Regions from separate parts of the Mus musculus genome. Here region 1 is linked to region 2. Evidence: chromatin contacts called from public Hi-C data. All regions are on one chromosome and are shown on one strand. Each heading gives the region's core, a stretch centred on a gene start, on an enhancer-like site or on the middle of the called end of the contact. The rest is flanking DNA. Distances are from core to core; before and after follow the strand shown. Region 1 has its middle 21 kb from the start of Tmem123. Region 2 has its middle 13 kb from the start of Gm31639.

Region 1 (2,985 bases), core at 415-2,914, 500 kb before region 2:
TGTCCACACCAGTACTGTGTGGAGGTCAGAGGCAGAGTTAGCTCTGCCATTTCACTGTGCATCCTAGGATCTCAAATGTGTGTACTTCCCTGTATCTAACTTTTTACATGGCTTCTGGGGTGGAGCTCAGGCCATCAAGTTCACACAGCTACTGCTTTGACTCACTGAAGCTTGTCTGCTTGGCCCTGAATCAAGTTTCTTGGAAACTGAAGCTGTCCTGAGACCCAGCCACACAGACTCTGTGACATGAAGTCAGTAAAATATTTTGAAGTTCTTTGTTGAGCATTTACTATTTGTGCTGGTTAGTGTTTGTCAACTTGACACAAATTGGAATCACTCGGGAAAAGGGCATCTCAGCTGAGGAAATGCCCATCATATTGGCCTCTAGCCAAGTTCATGGGAGCATTTTCTTGATTAGTGTTTGATGTGTTAGGGCTTAGCCCACTGTGTGTGATGCCACCCCTGGACAGGCTGGCCTGGCCGGTATAAGGAAGCATTCTGAGGTCTGGAGAGATGGCTCACCTGTAAAGGATGGCTCACAATCAAGAAGAAAGCAAGCCAACAAGCTAACAAGCAGCATTCATCACGGGCGAAGTCTCTGCTTCAGCTCCTGTCTCTAGGCTCCTTCCTTGAGTTCTTCCCTTGGCTTTGCTCTACAGGCTGTCATCCATAAACCAGGTAAACTCTCCCTCTGGAGTCACTTTCAGTCATCGATAGAGAGCAAACAAAGACACTGTGCAGCACTACAGGAAGCATGGAAGCAGTGTTATGAGGGGCCTGCTCTTGAGTTTCTTAAGTCTAGACAGACAATGCATTTGCAGGGAGCTAAAATCCATCACCACAAGGGATTGTCACAAGGCAAAGATAGCTTTCAGTTGATTGGAAGGAGCTGTTCAATGTGTCTGGGAGATTTTCTGGGACTTGTCCCTGGAGTCCAGGTGACTAAAATGAGGAGGACATGACTGATCCAAGGAATGACTGAGGTGAAGGATTTTATTGTAGATATGGGAAAGTACAGCCAGCATCTGGAAGCATTCAGAATGAATCTGACCATGAGTGAAAAGGGAGAAGGAGAGTGGGAGAGGAGAGCACAAGCAGAAGAAAGTTCCAAGAGAGAGGGGACTGAGGTAGAAGGGCAAGAGGGACTAAAGGTGTGTGGCCAGTCTTCATTCCAGACAGGTCATACAGACTTAGGTCTTTGAATGTGATCCCTTGCCAGATTAGCCATATGGCTGGATTAAAATTCCTCTACAGCTTTAGTTATTGTTACTATTTATTAAGGTATTCTCTAATACCATAGTCAAAGGGAGCTTGAGCCTTAGGAAGGGAGCCACTAGAAAGATCCTGAGCATCCACCTACTTCACAGACACTTGTAGAATAGAAATAGCCACTGGGTTGACCACTTGTAGCACAATAGCCAGCTAGGCTTTATGTAGATGGCAATAGATGACACCCTTTATAACCAGCACAGTCAGTAGTCAGGAGCACCCTTTAAGTATAGTTAAAACAGGATTCTGCTTCAGACTAGACTTGTGATCTCTTATGAGAGGATCTCCTTCATTAGAGAAGAAGTCATACTTGGCAACTGAGTGAAGCATAGAACCCCATAGTGAAAAATAGGCAGGGCACACATGAGCAGGCAGGGGACACACATGAGCACCGAATAAGGAAGTGGAAGAAACAGCTGTTCTGATGAGATCTGCACTCACACACCTGTATATTTGACACCCTTCCTTTTACTGCAGAAGAAATCCTCCTACCCACATGTCCCAAGTGCTGGGATTACAAGAGTGTGCCACCATTCCTGACCTCAAGTCCCTTTTGTGTGTGTCAGGCAGGCATTGTACCAACTGAGATCCATCCCCAGTTCTTGTGTCTGATTATAAATTGTTTTATCTATAATACTAGCTATCATATCATTCACCTATAATCTTAGCTCTTGGAAGGCAGAGCCAGAAGAATCAGTAGTTCAAGGCCAGTTTGAGCTAGTAATGAGTTTGAGGCCAGTCTGGGTTTCATGAGATCCTGTCTAAATAAAAGAAAGACAAAAAATTCTCTTGTGTAGAAGACAAAGACTCTGCAAAGGGAGCCCTGTGTCATGTTGACCAAAGGGCTAATGGAAGGCCTGGGCACTGGTCCAGGTCTCGAAGGATGTATTAGTATTTCTTCAAATGCTGTGAAGGTCCAATGATATGCTACATTTGGCTTTGCATTCTTCACCAGTATAGCAGTGAGGCTATTGGAAACATGGTTGGAATATTAATTCAGAAACCCAAATGCCAGCTTCTTTTGAAATATGGAAAGATTAGATTAGATGGTACTGGGCCTTTGGCACCTGGTTCTCTGTCTGTCTCTGTCTCTGTCTCACTCTTTTATGCAGTACTAGGGATGGAAGTCGGAGCTTCACAATGCCACCCAGGTGTTCTACCACCAACCCACACACTCCCACAGCCCTCTTTTTCCTTTTTTCCTTTTTATCTTTCTGAGACAGGGTTTTAATGTGTAGCCCTGGCTTGCCTGGAACGAGCTATGTAGACCAGGCTGGCCTCCAACTCACAGAGATCCTCCTGCCTCTTCCTTCCAAGTGCTGAGATTAAAGGTATGTGATACATCCAGTATCATTTTACTTTTTAAAAATGTAATATTTTCTATTTATTCCTTGAGAATTTTATACATACATATAATATATATCAGACACATTCAATCACATCCAATATATTCTTCTTTCTTTCCTTCCTTCCTTCCTCCCTCCCTCCCTTTCTCCCTCTCTCTCTCTCTCTTTCTTTCTTTCTTTCTTTCTTTCTTTCTTTCTTTCTTTCTTTCTTTCTCTCTTTCTTTCTTTTTCTTCCTCTCTCTTTCTTTCTTTCTTTCTTTCTTTCTTTCTTTCTTTCTTTCTCTCTCTCTCTCTCTCTCTCTCTTTCTTTCTTTCTTTCTTTCTTAAATAACGCACCGGGACCAGTTAATGATGCCCATATATGCATTCG
Region 2 (3,103 bases), core at 324-2,823:
TGATAGCTAACACCATCAGGTTAGAAACATGGAGCCACAGCTGTCACTCACCAAGGCCATTGATGTTAAGAGAAGAAAGCTGAATAGTAAGGAACTTGTAGAGTTGAGGGGGAAATTCTTCCATATAGAAACCAGGAGTGGAAAAAGTACTCCCAGTCTCCAACAGTAGAAAATGCACTCAATTCTCTTCCTCGAGTCTAACTGTGTTGCTTGCTCTAGAAGGAGGGTAGGTAGTGCCCTTTGTAAACACAAAAGACAAAGGGGTGGGCCTGGAAAAGCGGGGAACTGTGTCAGAAGTAGTTGTCCAATTAAATTGATAATGCATGAAGGATTGCATGGGTTTAATCAAGAATGGAATAGCAAGGTGGACCTGGAATGCTACACTAAAGGAACACAACTAAAGTTGCCAGTGTGAGTGTCCCAGTGATCTCAGGGCGCAATAAGCATCCATCAGTAAGAACAAGCCATTACAGAATATCAGTTTGATTTGAAGAATGTGTGCTTTGGGTAAAAGAACAAACACTTTTCACCTTTCTAAAAGACACGTGTTTTTATAAATGATCGATTTAAGTTATGCTGAACTTTGTGGCCAAGGTTCAGTCCATGAGAGATTTGAGTACCACACATCAGGAAGAAATAACTTCTGTTCAGGTAAACAGGATTATGGCATGACCCTTCTTTATACACTAGGTAATAGGAAAAACAGAAAGCAGGAGGAGGTGAGTTTTATGGAAGCATGTTGAATGAAATAACTACTTGAAATAACACTGAAATGGGTTGATATTATATTCCATAGACTATAGGAAAACATAAAAGATTTTTGAATGATGCCATGTGTTAAGTTGTATATTAATCACTGGTATGAAGTCCGACTAACCTACTGTGGGTTCATTGTCTGGCAGATCAGCATGTCTGCAGTGATCTTCTATGCAAGTGAACACAGTAATAATCAGCACTGTGTGAAGAGAATAGAATGGTTGGGGCAAGAGCAGAGCCAGAGGCAAGGGCCTCCTTCCAGCAGTCAAGGCCTGGACTCACGAGGGCTACAGCATGCTCAGGGCTTAGGGGGTGAATTGAAGGTACAAGTAAAAAACTCATTTGAAAAGGCAATTCCACTTTTTACCCCCTGAAACATATGAGAGAAAAAAGCACATTAAAAAAACCCAAAAACAAAAACAAAAACAGAACAAAAAACAAAAAACAAAAAAAGAAAATCTTTCCAAACTGCTTGTTTAAAAAATAACTTTCACATTCTAAATTGTCACATTCTTCTCTCTTCTACCAGCTATGGTGGGAAATTTGAAGACCAGTTACTCAGATTCCAAACAAATGTCATACTTTTTTGGTTTTTAACTACGATTTGCCCAGCCATAAATAAATAAATAAAGTAACCAAGAGTTGACCAGGGTATCTGTTTATGTTCTCTAAAACTATAGGTTAGATCCCCAGCGGTTTCAATTTTGCCAGGAATCTTAACCACAGTCATAAAATTGTGAAACTACATAGACTGTAAAGCAAAAGGACAGCCTGCCTGAGAGGAAAGGAAGGAGGGAGAGACATGCTAGACTGAGCTTCAGCTGGCAGGGAGTAGGAGCTTCCAAAGAAGTCACCATGAGTAGGTAGGTTGCTTCTCAACTGCCTCTGAGCAGATCATAAAATCAGCTATTGATCCTTAACCCATCCTTACTGTCTCTCACTCCTCAAGTATTTAGTGAATGACAATAGGAATCCAAGTATTTTCTAGGTAATGGGGATAGGAAGAAACGTGTCTATCTTTATGAGGGTTATAATTTAGTGTGCATATTCGATAATTTTCTTGATCAAATACAAGAGGAGAAAGCAACTTAATAAAGGAAGGATCTATTTGGCCTTACAGTTTGAGAGGATAGAGTCCATCAATGGGAGGAAGGCATGGTGCTAAGCAACTCTGACTGCTCCCATCTCAGCGTACCAGGAAGCAGAGACAGGTTGTGAAACAGGTTTGGGCTCTAAACCTTCAAACCACCTGCCTCCTCTGGCTTGGCTTTACCTCTAAAGAGCAACTTCTCAAAACAGTGACACCATCTGGGGGCCATGTGTTCAAACACAGGAGCCTGAGGGGGACATTTTACATTCAATTCAGTAACCTTAATCGATGACAAATATAGTGAGCATGCTAGGTAGTGACATAGGCCGTGTAGTAAAAGAGAGAAAGAAGGGAGGAGCAGAGGCTGTCTGGTGACAGATCAGAGAGTGCACTTAATATGTGTATTGTAGTAAAAGCATGAAGAAAGCAAAAGTAAGTGATTACTGTCTCCCCACTAGTGATAATGATAACGATAGTGATTCAGTTTGTTATGCTACATCCATCATCTTCATCACTGATGATGATAACCATGGAGCTCTGTGTTGCTGAGATGGTAAAACATGCCAGCACACACTGGTCTCCCAAGTTATCATAATCTTGTTTTTCATCAGCACCCACATACATAATATTTCTAAGGCCTGCCACTTTTATCTCTTGGTGTCACTCCTTAATTCAAAATCCATCTCAATTTGCCCGTGTGTTAGCCTCCAGACCTGTCCACTCAGTCTCAATGTGCCATCCACATGAGGGAGTCTGACTAGAGCTGATGTACCTTGATAAAGAATATAAACACTGCCTTCCTTGGCTCAAATGCCTTACAGCTTCTCCGTCACATGAGGTTATTATCCAAGACTGTTATCATGGCAACCAATGTCCTCCAATACCTGATACATTCTCCACTCACGTCTTCTAAATAGTGAATCATTTCTTTCTAGCATACAACATGTTGCTTGTTGAATGTGTGTGTGTGTGTGTGTGTGTGTGCGTGTGTGTGCTCTTTCCCCTGCCTTGGGTGTACTCGCTAACATTTTATTTCTGGATAACTGATATATTGTTCAAATTCTATTTCAGGACTGCCTTTTCCAACTTGGGTTACATAATGAAGCTCTTTCTTAAACAAAACAAAACACAACACAACACAACAAAACAAAACAGAAAAGTCCATGGTGACATTATGCTATCAGTCATACTACTCTTTGAAATAACTACTGTCTAAGTATGAACTTTCCCCTTCTCCACTTCATGAGACTTCAGGTC

What was found. Hi-C and Micro-C count contacts between places; a contact is called where the count stands out from the background.
Region 1: a contact with region 2 is called in a Hi-C map of pro-B cells, with 1.9 times the contacts expected there. The contact joins two enhancer-like sites. A contact is called at or near these places in 1 of 484 Hi-C or Micro-C datasets (pro-B cells) and 1 of 115 datasets of contacts at active chromatin or transcription factors (large pre-B cells).

What each region holds. Positions count from the first base shown.
Region 1 is chr9:7,741,605-7,744,589 of GRCm38.p6, reverse strand. No RefSeq gene overlaps it. Among named protein-coding and RNA genes, the nearest start is that of Tmem123, 21 kb to the left of the region's middle. Within about 2 kb of position 1,664, at least 27 of the 459 cell types and tissues checked have an H3K27ac peak or open chromatin away from gene starts, as enhancers often do. A contact at or near this core is called in pro-B cells, where this site is marked.
Region 2 is chr9:7,241,296-7,244,398 of GRCm38.p6, reverse strand. No RefSeq gene overlaps it. Among named protein-coding and RNA genes, the nearest start is that of Gm31639, 13 kb to the left of the region's middle. Within about 2 kb of position 1,573, at least 5 of the 459 cell types and tissues checked have an H3K27ac peak or open chromatin away from gene starts, as enhancers often do. A contact at or near this core is called in pro-B cells, where this site is marked.